3 separate regions of the Zea mays genome follow, and all the other regions are linked to region 2. Evidence: chromatin contacts called from public Hi-C data. All regions are on one chromosome and are shown on one strand. The core of a region is the stretch at or near the end of the contact, and the rest is flanking DNA. Distances in the headings are between cores, read along the strand shown. Region 1 holds the start of LOC100282799 (ADP-ribosylation factor). Region 2 holds the start of LOC100272951. Region 3 holds the start of LOC100279310 (Ubiquitin carboxyl-terminal hydrolase family protein).

Region 1 (4,422 bases), core at 1,758-4,257, 330 kb after region 2:
TTAAAAGATCCAAACTTTAGATATATACCATGGACCCCACATGTCATTGACTCATGTGGACCCACATGTAAGTGAGATAGTAATGGTATGGATCCAAAGTGGTGATCTTTTAATGGTATGGATCCAAATTTCCCTATTTTGTTTGGATAGATGAACCACCAATTCTTCAATTTCTTGTAACCACTCTATGGAATGAATAAAAGCTTGCCGAAATGATTTAGAAAATGAAAAAAAGGGAATTCTGGCTAGTGGCTGCATACTAATATGGATACGAGTGTCAGACATGTTTGAGCTTATTTGGATACGGCAACGTCAAATAAAAACGGCCCAACTTACCTCCAAGCCCTGAGCGAGCCCAAACAAATCGAGTACCCATCTTATCTCTAATGGGATGTTCTCTAATGGGGTGTTTGTAACCACTTTCTAAATTTTAGTGGTTAAAATTTAGTCACTTTTAATCCCTAAAATACTAAAGTGGATAACTAAAATATGTCTTCTAAATAGAATTTTTAGAGACTAAAGTTTAATCCCTAGAGTTTAAAAAGGTGACTAAAAAAACCAAACACCCCTAAAGTACAGCCCACATGAAAAGAGGCCCCCAAGGTCCAGCCCCACTCGGACATGAGATTTTAGTAATTATGGAAAGCGATACAGTGGGCTTCACAAAAACAAAAGTCATGTCGCGACAATTGACAAAATGGAAACAATAGGGTTGGTAAGGTATTTTCAGTTTTATGAAAAACCGCTAAATCATTTAGCTGCATCTATATTCGAATATATCCTTTTGTAACTTTTAAAAAAGGTCAGGATAAATGACTTAGCCCACCATTTTAAACATTGTGTGGCGCTCGTGAAGGAGATGTGGTCGTCCGACGAGGCTGTCCGCGTTCGGAGCCGCTTCCTCTGCCTCATCCATGTCGTACAGAGGATTGTGTTACGGCGAATTGAGCTCTGTGGCGAAGTTGAGCTGCTGAGCATCCTGCAGTACGTCAAAAGGTACTGAGGAAGAAGATAAACTCACGCTGTTACCTATTGCCGTCCATAAACCGCGAGCTACTGAGGCACTGAGCACCGTGCGGTACGTTGAAAGGAACTAAGAAGGAAGAAGATAAACTCACGCTGTTACCTATTGCCGTCCATGAACCGCGGGTGACGAGATTTACCGGCTCTTACCTCTGTCAATGGCGAGAAACAGCGAAGGCTTTCCATTCCAGCAACAATACAACCGTGTTGTTTCCATTTTGTCAATTGCCGCGACATGTCTTCTATTTTGGTGAAGCCCACTCTGCGGGCTTTCCATTCTATATATTAAGCGCGGGAGCAAACACGCACGCTGAACCTATCCACGTCATTATCTTAATTCTCAGTCGTCGGATCATACATCAACGGCTACCAATCACAATACACGTATCACACTCGACTCTTCCAGAAAGGGCCTCCGGTCGAGGCCTAAATCCACCACCGCTACGCCACATTTTCACCGCCACACTATCGCCTCCATAGTCTATACCACCTCCGCCCTGCCTCCCCATTCAGGTGCCTCACCTTTGCAGGCCTAGCACCGGCCCTCGGCGGTTGCTTCGTCGAGGTAGGCGCCGGGACGGCGACCTCGGAAGCGAGCTGTAGCGACGTCTTCAGAGAGGGTCTAGGCGCTTCTTCTGTACGATTAATGCGCGTCGCAAGGTAAAGCGTTGCGGTGTTCACGTAGCCTGAAATCTCGGCACCCTTTTCTGCCTCAGCTGGAGGAGGGGCATATGCCTTTCTCAATCGCAAGCGGGGCTGCTGGTTTAGTGGCACCTCCATTCTATTTCTTCTCTCTTTTTGAAGACGCCAGGGAAGGCACCGCAGATTCAGCTGCCTAACCGTCCTCAGTTTTCTCTTTTTTCTCGGTACAGGACAGATCGGCACAAGACGTGTTTGGTTGTGGGATTTATTCGGGAGTGGACATGGAGAAAGGCACGAACGATCAGCAGCAGTTGCCGCTAATAGCAGCGATTGATTGGGTTTATATTATGCTGGTATATATATATAGTGGTGGTGGTACCGCGACGCTATCTCTTTGCCTTTTCTTCTATGTAAAATTGTATGCACGGGGTCAACGGATTCACCCATCCGTTTGTCCATGTCTTGTCCAAGTTGTGTTACATTGATTTAATTATCTTCAAAAATACATTAGTTTAATTGTTATCATTTTAACATGACATTCTGATAGATCTGGTTCATGCCTATATTAAATTTTGCATTAAGTAACACTATGAACTTATATTGAATGTTTTATCATGCCTTGAACAATTATTTATCTAAATTCTATAATTATAGGAACACAACTTTGGTCTAATCTTAGCATCTATTTCATGAATATTCTTGACATGTATTAAAGCTAAGCACATCACTGCAGGTTCGATGAGTCAAGACTCTTGGAAATATGCTAAGGTGTGTAAATAATTGCAACGATCTGGAGAGTTTCTGAAAAAACCCGGCATGGTTCTTTTAGCAGATGTTTGGTCAGGTATGTATATCAGTGTATGTGCTAGCTTATTTAAATCCCTTTCCTGTTACTTGCGGCTTCGAACGAAAATTAATTACTTCATTGACAAAGAGTAAATATGGCTGCAGTGGGGCGGACGTGTCCGCATCCGTGGTGTCACCAATTTAAACGTTAGCCTTCTAAAAACCATTATAGATTCATAATTTGTTCTATTTTTTTTTGCTCATCCGCATACATAGCAATTAAAACTTCATATAGAAAATGAGGTTGAAAAAGAAATCAGTTTAACTAACAAGACTTTTGTTTTAGGCGTCCGTTGTTCCAGAACCAACTAATAGATCTATTTAGCTGTTTTAACTTTTGCATATTCCATAGGTGTATTACTTGCACTATATACAAATTCCTTGCCTACAAAGATATAATATTTTTACCATTTATATTAACAAAATATTTACTACGCGCGCAGGGCGCGCACACGTTACTAGTAACTGCAAAAATCGGGGGACAGAGAAGCGTTCGCCTGACTCGCCCCCACTCCCGAGTGGCCGAAGCCCCGACCGGCGACCCCGCAGATCTGTCCAAGCGTTCGCCTGACTCGCCCCCACTCCCGAGTGGCCGAAGCCCCGACCGGCGACCCCGCAGATCTGTCCCATTGTTCTCCGTCCTCCCCGTCGTGTCCTCCTTGATCCTTCTTCGAGTGGCAAGTGCTGACCTCGCCTCCTATTCCTCCGGTAGCCCTACTGGGGCGCCGGGCGCACAGATCTGCTCACCCCTGGACGCTAGGCGCTGCCCAGCTCTTCCCTGCCAGCCGGTCGCGGCGGCTGCAAGCCAGCACGGCAGGGCTGCTGGTGCCTGCTCTTGTCCTCCGGCACAGCGCAGGGTGTCGGGGTCGCTCCCAGCTGGCCATCCTCTCGGCCCCCTTGTTGCACAGCGAGTCAGTGAGTAACTGAGAATTGATTACTGATTGTCGTTGCATCACATTTTGTTTGATGAATGCCTGTGGCTAGTTTCTAGTGCTGGCATTGCAATACTCACACACCGTATTATGCCATAGGAGGCCAGGTGATGAATGGATGACTAGTAGCATGATATGCTATATTGAGCGGGATTTGTTTGCATTTGCTGAAGATGAAAACATTTTATGGGGGTCTTAAAAATCAAATTATAAATTTGCCGCTGCCCCTAATGTTAAATTGTTATGTGAAAAATGAAATTGTTATGTGAAAAACTATGGCACTTTTAAAGATTTTAATTAATATATTATTGAAGATGTTCGAGGTTAAACAGTCGGGACCCTTAGATGATTCTATTTGCTGAAGGGGTGAAATTGTCAAAACATATATGACCAATAATTTGTTGTCAAAGGAAACCATATATTTAATGACAGGATTTTTGATGTTTTCCTATTAAATTTGACTTGATTCAAAAGGTCGTATACATCTTTTATCAGATTTGGTGAATCCCCCCTCCCCTCTCACGCTCCACCACTGATCATGGGGCTACTCAGCATTATCCGCAAGATCAAGCGCAAGGAGAAGGAGATGCGCATCCTCATGGTGTAGGCTCCCTCTGGCCTCCTTTTCTGTTTGATCACATATGCACTTGTTCCCCCATGGTTCTTGGTTTCCTTCAGATCTGGTGCTTGTGTCATCGGTTTCCTCAATTGTCTGGCATCTGCATTGACTCATGATGGGTGATGCTATGCTGTGTTCTGTGGTGTTTGTCTCAGTGGCCTGGACAACTCGGGGAAGACAACCATCGTTCTCAAGATCAATGGGGAGGACACCAGCATCATTAGCCCAACCCTTGGATTCAACATCAAGACCATCAAGTACCACAAGTATGTTCCCCATTCCTTCCACTGCCTAGTTTAGTCCAGTTTGGCTCCGATGCATTTGCACAGTGACATATAGTTACTTGATTTAGAGTGGAGT
Region 2 (4,518 bases), core at 597-3,096:
CACATTCATTCGTCCTTTTTAACCCTATTTAATCTACAAAACTTGCGCAACAAACAAACATCCAGATGATAGCCCTTGGGATGCTACCTCTAGCTTTCGGACCACTGCCTCCACCTCCTCCACACTTTACTTGGCCTCCTCCATAGCAGGTATTATCATACACATTCATTCGTCCTTTTTAGCCCTATTTAATCTACAAAACTTGGTGTATAGTATATATAGATAACTTAATCTATAATAGCAAAAAATACTTTACAAAACTTAATCCATTGTACCAAACCTTAGTATAATAATTCAGCAAAACTTATTATATTAGTGTAGCAAAACTTAGTCTACAATATCTAAAAATTTGTTTTCTAGAATTTTCAAACCCCTCCTCTGTAGATTGCAACACCAGGAGAACAATTTGGTCAAGATGACATCGCGACTTCGTGGGCAAACAACCTTTCCATGAGCCATAGTCCAGGAGAAGGTAGTGTACAGAATTCGAACCACCCAAGTGGTGGATATTAGTGATATGAGCATTTCTGAGTACTTGCACTATGTGTTGCAACCGTGCATGTTTAAGTTTTAGGACTTGTATGACTTTAACTCATTCATGAATCTTGAACTTGTATTTGAATGATGTAGAACTATTTGAGCGTGTGATGACATTCTTATGCGTTTGATGATATTCCTGTGCTTTGATGAAAGTATTGCTAATATGACACATATTGAATTGTATTATATGAATGTGCTATATATTAAATAAAATTATGGTAATTGAGAAAAAATGTCAATTTTTTTGTTTTGGTTCATTTATTTTCGGTGGCTGAGAGGATAATCTATTTTCGACGGCTGGTTCCGAGTCATTGGACACTCCATGGGCCATCTGGACCATCAAAAAAAGTCTAGTGGGACCCACTTGTCGCTGTTATGGTCGTTTGCTGTTGGAGACATGAGACCTATCATAGTAATATCAGACAATCACATGTTTTCGCCACACATAAACTACCTCCGACGTCTACAGTCAAAAGTAGTCTTATTTCTGACTAGTATTGTCCAAGGACATACAACTGTTGGAAATAGACCAACTATCATTGAAAGTTGCTTATTTCTGACGACTTTGGCCGCCAAAATTTCTTTGTTCCGTGTATAGTAATAGAATTTACTCTAAAGGTTATTAACGTCGTCGTGGATCATGATTTTTCATATAATCGACAAAAGATATTGTACATATAAAAATTTCATTCATTTGTGGCGGGCGCAGACTGTATCAATCGTCCGGTCAGCTCTTATGAAGCTCGTAGTCGAAGGAGGGAGAACCTGGTGCAATTGAATTTGGCCGATGAGTGGGAGAGAAGGCGGAGGAAACGAGGGAGGCCGGTGAGTGGGAGAGGGCTGCAAAGTAAACAGAGAGGTCAATGGAGGGAGAAGAGCGCGGACTTATCCAACGGCTGTCGCGCGTGAATCGAAAGACGAGCGTGTGGACGACGCACGAAATGCTTTAATATAGTAGAGATAAAAGACTTTATATAAAATTCTTCATTACATATATGCTCGTTTCCTCATGCTTATCGAATCTTCTTTCTTCAAACATTAATCTGAGTTTTGAATTGAATATCTATACCGATCAATTTGCCACACACGAATAAACAGAAATCTTCAGAATTTTTCGTTCTCATTCTAGAGTCACGTTGTCCGCAGAACGCGGGGGAAAAAAACAAATTAGGCACACATTTCCCACACGTCAGCACCCAAGCCGCCCAGTAGGCATCACCGCATCAGCTTGCCAGGTCGGACCACATGTCATACCCTGCGAGCTGCCGTCCTCCAGCTTGGGGCAGCTCAACTACTCGCACAACTGCACAAAAGCACAAGCCTCCCTCCCGGCTCCCCACCTCGCAGCGTCCGCCGGCACACCACCTCTGACTCCTCTCCCTCCGCGGCCTCCGTTTCTTCCCTCATTCTCCGCAAACCCTAATCCCAATGGCTGCCTCCGCCAGGACTACCAGCTCGTTGCCCTACCTAGTCGCCGTCTCCTCCCCCGCGGCTCACCGCCACGGGGCCAGCCACCCGATCCGCGCCTCGGTGGGGGAGGCGACAATGGACGTGGTGTCGGAGGCGGAGCTGCGGGAGAAAGGGTTCTTGGGGATGCGGAAAACGAAACTGGTGTGCACGGTGGGGCCCGCCTGCGTCGAGGCGCTGCCGGCGCTGGCGCGCGGCGGGATGGGCGTGGCGCGGATCAACCTCTGCCACGGTGGCCGGGAGTGGCATCGTGCCGCCATGCGCTCTGTGCGGAGGCTCAACGAGGAGGGAGGATTCTGCGTGACGCTTATGGTCGACACCGAGGGTTCCCAGCTCCTCGTCGCGGACCACGGAGGCGCCACCTCAGTCAAGGCCGAGGTAGGTTGGTCACTTGGTCTCCGCTACTCTGCGTTGCTTCTCATCCAGTTCTTACATTGTGTCAATAAGATCCCCCGCGCCACATCTGGTCGTGATGATGATCTCGTTTCATCTACTACATGCACACGATTTCTGTACTGTCTTTGTCGCTGTTGATCTATGTGGTTGTGCAGTGAACCGGTTGTAAGTATGTATGCACATGCACTGCTTTCAATAACTCGGTAGCATCACTTAGTGTTCGCTTGTGATGAAAGAAACTGGGATTAATTTCATCTATTGATGTGACCCATGCTCATTTGGTGTGATTAGATTGGAGTCATCCCCCCTTTGGTTAGGGTGGTCTTATTCTGGAATATTCTGGAATTGTTTTGCTTCTTGCAACATGATGATAAATTGATAGTGGTACAATGTGAGCCTTATCCTGATCCAGTTCTTTTGATGTTTGATTGGATTCGGTTTGAGGTCCACTTGCTTTTATAAGGAATGCCATATATATATTGATGGATTTTTTTGTTCAATACTAAAAGGATTTCTCATTTGTCTACCTGTGTAATGCTGAGATACTTGGACTATTACTGGATTTCTACTAGACTGACTGCTACTGAAGCAATGATATGTTGAAATTGACAGTACAATTGTGCTGAGGGTATTTGATGTACTTGATGTCGCTAAAGTAATTGCTATTTTTTCTGTCCTTATACTTTAGTATTGATAATATATTGGTTCACCATGATCTTGATATTGGTCAGTGTTTTTTTGGAAGTTTTGCACACAGATATTAATTTCCAGAATCTTACTCAAGAGATCATATGTTTCTGAATCCTGACAAGTAGTGGCGAAATAACAACCTGCAGAATACATGTTTTGCTTGCCCCTGTCACACCAAAAACGTGATTGGTGAATGGTGACTGGAATCACCCAAGTGCCAGTCCTGAAACCATTTGGTCTAAGTAGGTAGTTTTAGCTGTCAGAATATATCTATGTGCATGTGGGTTAGTAGCAAGATTTTTTTTTTGGTAATTACTGAATGTATGGGTTGGCAATAGTAGGTTGAGAAATTGTCTTGTTGCAAAGTGTTTACTGAAGGTTTATCCAGAGTATACTGCCCTTTCAATCCAGAATATTTTCTGTATTATAAAGTATAATAATATGCATATACATATAAGTCTACTTAGTTGACACAAGCCAACTGCGTATTTCATCTATACCACCAGTTCATGTTAATTACAAGTAGAAACACTGAACCAGGCCCCACAACTCATTGGCATAGCTTGACAGTATGTTGGACTTGTGTCCTTATCCAATGTGTATCATGATATGGAACTGTAGAGATTACACTAAACAAAATTATTGAGGTTACTATATAGTAACTGTGACACTGACACCATTCCCTTGTCCCTCAACTATATGGTATATGCTGATGGGTCAGAGTGGCTTGTGTAATAGTTTTTTTGATAAAAAAATGTAATAGTTTTTTTTGTCTATCCATGGTATTGCAGGATGGGTCAGAGTGGATATTTACAAACAAAAAAGCTGATGAAGCCCATCAGTTCACAATGCATGTGAATTTTGATAAGTTTTCTGAAGGTCTGAAGATGAAAAGGCTTTGTTTCTTGTCTGTCCATAATATGAGTTCTAAAATGGCTCATTAGAAAACAACTTTATTCACATTTACAGGCATTTTGGTTGGTGATGAGCTTGTAATAGATGGTGGAATGGCAACATTTGAAGTTACTGAGAAAATAGGAAATGATTTGCGCTGTAAGTGCACGGACCCAGGTTTGCTTCTTCCTCGAGCCAAATTGTCATTCTGGAGGAACGGAAAAATAGTTCAAAGGAACTTTGGCCTTCCTACATTGTCAACAAAGGTTATTTTGGAACAAAAAAACTTGATATTCCTGCAACTCATGTATTAATTTTGTATAGTTCTCTTCTGAAGCAACTTTTTTCTTGACATATTAAGAATGCAGCAGCGTTTCATAGACCATCCTTGTACTTGACTTATGGTCGATAATTAAAAAACAAATCCTTTTGCCACCATGAAATTTCTGGGTAACTTTTTATGTGAGCAATATCATCTAATACTTTCCCAACTTGCTTGTCATGAAAAAGTTGTTGTTTGTGATATGTATA
Region 3 (4,467 bases), core at 626-3,125, 450 kb after region 2:
CCCCCTCTAGGCGACTTTCAGAATTCCCTACCAAAGTTGCCATTCTCTGACCTTTTCGATATGAGCCTCACTAGTGGCTCTGGACGTTCGCACTCGGCGGCAGCGGGTGAGCAGCACAGACCCATACCTGGGCCATCCATGTCCTGCATTGAAGGGGCTGCTCGCACACGACATGCTACTAAACACAAGTGCCATTTGAAAAGGAGGAATTGTTACATACTGCTGTTTACCGCGTGGATGTGTTGGAATCTGAACTAATTTGGACTAATTTCTATGAAGAAGGTACTCTTGTTTTCTTAAAGAAAAAAGTACCTGTAAGCTGATTTACCAGGTTGAAGGGGAGCTAGAGCAGCTGCGCTGTCGTTGGGAGTGCACGGGCCACGAGCGTCGACGGGGAACCGGATGAGCGGCGCCGTCGTTGGGAAGGAGGCAGGTGTGCTTCTCTCTCGGATCCGTCCGCCCGGTGCTCTGCGCTCGCTGGTAGGCCGCTGCAGGCCGCCGCGCCGAGCTCGGATTCGGGGAGGGAGGAGAGGAATGGGTCGTTGGGTCCTGGGTTCGGGGAGGTGAATGGGGAATCGCCGGGCTTGGAGTCACGGAGGAGCAGCAGAGGCAGCCGCCGCGCCCAGTCGCGTCCGCACGCTGCGCAGGCCGCCGCGCCGAGCTCGGATTCGGGGATTCGCAGGTCGTCGCGTCAGGTCCTGGGTTCGAGGAGGTGAATGGGGAATCGGTGGGCTCGGAGGCACGGAGGAGCAGCAGAGGCAGCCGCCGCGCCCGCAGGACACCGCGCCGACCTCGGATTCGGGGAGGGAGGAGAGGAATGGGGAATCAGGGTTCGGGGAGGGAGGAGAGGAATGAGGAATCGGGGTTCGGGGAATCGGCGGGTCGGTCGATCTGGGATCGGGGAGGTGACCGGATAGAGAGGAAGACGACTGAAGAGAAATTTGGGTCCACACGTCAGTCGATGGCAAGTGACGGAAACGACGTGGGAGGGCATGAATGAGGAAAGGAGAGAGGCATGGGTATGGTTGAGGTCGTCCGAAAACTAAGGGTAGCAATGAGGTCTGTGCCAAAACTAAGGATACAGATGTAAAACCCTATATTAAAACCACTTTCCATATCTTTCTGATCTCCAATAGTCTTTCTATATCTTGTTTGCGCTCTAGAGAGTTATTCACGTTTTTTATAATTGGCTAGCGAGAAACCAGAAATATAAGATAGCTATATTTGGATAGTTATTTAGTAAGTTGTTGGAAAATATTTTTTATAAAAACCTCTATTCATATAGATTAGAAATGATATATAGAGTCTCTTGAAGTTGCTCTTAGTTTAGGTCCTATTTTCTCCAAATCAGACCCGCTTTTAAATTTATGGGCACAATTATGAGACACTCTTAGAGTTGCTCTAAGACTGGCCGCAGCGCCTCCACGTCGTGCCCCCTACCCTTGCGTAGGGGGCCTCTAAGCCCGCAGCGGCCGACTCCAAAAAGCCCCCTACGCGCGGCAGCAAGGGAGGCCGCACACGTCCCCCAGATAAGAAAGCACTATAGCGTCTCCTTGCACAGTGCTCCTCTATTTAATAGTTAAAAATAGTAATAAAAGATAAATAGAGTTAGATAATAATATTTTATAGTTGTAGTGGAGTATAGAGGGATCCCTGTGAGAGATTAAAAGGTAGATGGTGAAATTTTGATGATGTGACGCACAACAATGATATATGAGAAAAAATTTAGGGGACCGCTGCGGATAGCCTAAGCAATCTGCAACCCTAGGTGGATGACGTCTCCCACGCACCTCGCTCCCCCAGTCCTGCACTCGTGTTCCTGTAGCCGCCACCCCAGCCCCTGGACGCTCGGCTCGATCCCTCCCTCCTCCACCACCCGTTCTCCTCTAGTCATCCTCCTCGCCAGTCGCCAGGTGTCGGCCGCCGGTTGTGCTCCCCGTCAGGCGTCAGCGTGATCCCATCGGTCGTCGCAGAAACACAGTCGCTGCTCGCCGTCACCACTCGCCAGGCGCCGGTTCTTCTCCAATCCACGACTCATCGGCTCTCCAGTCCTCCGTCCGTTACCGGTATGCTGTTATTGTGCTGTGTTGTACCGGGTACGGGGATCCCCGTGGGTTGAAAATCCCCGCTCGGGGACGGGGACGGGGGACAGTTTTCCCGTTACTCTTCACGGGGACGGGTATGGGGGCTCGACCGCCGACGGGAATTCCCCGTTGCCATCTCTACTTCCGGATAATTTCAGTCTCTTTGATCTGAAACAATTAGAAACTGATTTTACCACCTTGTACCTTCGGCCAGAGACCTTCGTGAGAGTAGTTTTTGCTATGTACTTATATATACATAGTAAAAGTAATGTATCTAGAAAAGCCAAAATATCTTGTAATTTGAAACGGAGGGAGTACTATTAACTATGGTTATGTGTCCTAGTTTAGATGGTTTAAGCACTTAGATCTTGTTCCTAAGCATGCAGATTCGCCAGCTGTGTCACTGTCTTTACTGAGTTTAATATGACGTCTATGGAGCAGACTTCCTATTGAAATGGAAGTGTTGGATCAATCCCCTAAAAAAGACTGAAATTCACACCATCTTGCCACAAGCTCAAATTCCCCATGTTGAGTGAGGATTCTCCAAACTGAATTTCACTGTGTGCTTTATTTCGAGAGTCGGTACTATGAATGTGGTGACAGCAAGCAGTGGCCTCTTTTACATTAGATGTCCCCTGTGCAGTTTGATTCCTGACATGCAAATGGTAGGCTATTTACATGACTGAGAATATAATTTTAATTTTTTTTGCAGAATTTAAAGTGCAACGTGCCGATTCTTTATATGTACTTCTGAATGCTTGGACCTGGTGTGACTACATAGCCTGGTATTCATTTCATAAATGATGGAAAGAAGATTGGGACGGCGTGTATATTTGATTCCCAGAACCCTTCCCTTTATGCAACTCAATGCTATGTCCTCATTCTCAGCTGGCCATGGACGCCGACCCAAGAAGAAGGTATATCACCGTGAACCTGGTCTTGACAGGGCCATGGATCTTCAAAAGAAGCCTGCCCTTCTCCTTCGTCTGCGTGACCTCATTTTGGCACAAAAGACAGGATCACTACTTGTGCGTGACCTTGAAAAGGAGGTTGGTTTTGTCCAAAAATGGAACTTTCTTTCACTTATCGAGCGTCACCCCAATATCTTCCATGTCTCTGGTGGAAGTGCTTCCCGAGAGCCCATTTCTGTCACACTTACGGAGAAGGCCAGAAAGATATCCAGTGAAGAGGCTGAAGCGCGAGAGCTAATGGAGCCAATCTTGGTGAGAAACCTTAGGAAGTTACTGATGATGTCGATGGACTGCCAGATTCCTCTGGATAAGATTGAACTAATCCAGTCTGAACTGGGCTTACCTAACAACTTCAAGAGCAACATGATTCCAAGGTACCCTGATTTTTTTTCAATCCGTGATGTGAAGGGACTGGACCATTTGTGTCTGGAGAATTGGGACTCTTCACTAGCAGTCACAATACGAGAAGAAAAAATGAACTTTGAGGGTTTCCAGATAGGCTGTAGAGGGATTCCTAAAGATGGAAATGTCTTGGGTCCTTTTGCTTTCAAGTTGAAGTATCCAACAGGATTTAGGCCAAACCGGAAGTACCTTGAGGAGGTTGTCAGGTGGCAGAAGATGGCATTTCCTTCGCCTTATTTGAATGCTAGACGAGTCGAGTCTGCAACACCACAGTCTCGAAAGCGTGCCATTGCTGTTCTGCATGAGATTTTGAGCCTTACAATGGAGAGACGATTGACATCTGATAAGCTAGACATATTTCACAACGAGTACAGGCTTCCATGCAAGTTACTTCTTTGTTTAGTGAAAAATCATGGCATCTTTTACATCACTAACAAGGGAGCAAGAAGCACAGTCTTCCTCAAGGAGGCTTATGAAAACTGTAACCTAATTGATAAGTGTCCTTTACTGAAATTCTATGATCAGTTTGCATCATTGATTGGCCGACCGTGCTCCAACTCAGACAACATGCTGGCAGTATAATTGGAGTGTGGATTTACTGATCAGGAGACAAGCTAAAGTCGGTGCATCTATTTTGTTGAAACTCAGATCAGCTCATTGCACATGCAACTACAATTTAAATTCAGTGGAAAGTTGCTGTTTGTTTCAGCTCAGTAGCTAAAGAGAACTAAAGAATTGAAAAAGTCAGTGTCTCATCTTCAAATGTGAAGCCATCTGAGAAGTGAAGTAGCAGCCCTGCAAACTAGACAAAATAATGCTTATACCAGAAGTCAAAGATCAGGACTGGTTTAGTGGTGAGAGTTGTCTCACTGAGTCACTAGGTCACATGTTTGAAGCAGCCTCTCCGCATTCGAGGGGGGAAGGCTTGCTTTGCTTTATCCCTTTCCCAAACCTTACTTATATATGGGAGCCTCCGCTATTGGGTCAGTCTGATACTTGTACCAGAAGTC

The links. Hi-C and Micro-C count contacts between places; a contact is called where the count stands out from the background.
Region 1: a Hi-C map of tassel shows a contact between it and region 2, with 2.8 times the contacts expected there. The contact joins the promoter of LOC100282799 here to the promoter of LOC100272951 in region 2. A contact is called at or near these places in 4 of 25 Hi-C or Micro-C datasets (ear, endosperm, leaf and 1 more) and 1 of 3 datasets of contacts at active chromatin or transcription factors (leaf).
Region 3: a Hi-C map of endosperm shows a contact between it and region 2, with 2.5 times the contacts expected there. The contact joins the promoter of LOC100279310 here to the promoter of LOC100272951 in region 2. A contact is called at or near these places in 3 of 25 Hi-C or Micro-C datasets (ear, endosperm and tassel).

What each region holds. Positions count from the first base shown.
Region 1 is chr1:264,350,843-264,355,264 of Zm-B73-REFERENCE-NAM-5.0, forward strand. It overlaps LOC100282799 (ADP-ribosylation factor), which reads left to right and starts at 3,008. Exons shown (of 6, transcript NM_001397643.1): 1 at 3,008-3,426; 2 at 3,939-4,046; 3 at 4,218-4,328. The coding sequence starts at 3,982.
Region 2 is chr1:264,026,754-264,031,271 of Zm-B73-REFERENCE-NAM-5.0, forward strand. It overlaps LOC100272951, which reads left to right and starts at 1,847. Exons shown (of 7, transcript NM_001152904.1): 1 at 1,847-2,385; 2 at 3,885-3,972; 3 at 4,063-4,164. The coding sequence starts at 4,135.
Region 3 is chr1:264,479,626-264,484,092 of Zm-B73-REFERENCE-NAM-5.0, forward strand. It overlaps LOC100279310 (Ubiquitin carboxyl-terminal hydrolase family protein), which reads left to right and starts at 1,876. Exons shown (of 2, transcript NM_001152331.2): 1 at 1,876-2,066; 2 at 2,797-4,467. The coding sequence starts at 2,885. The coding sequence ends at 4,039.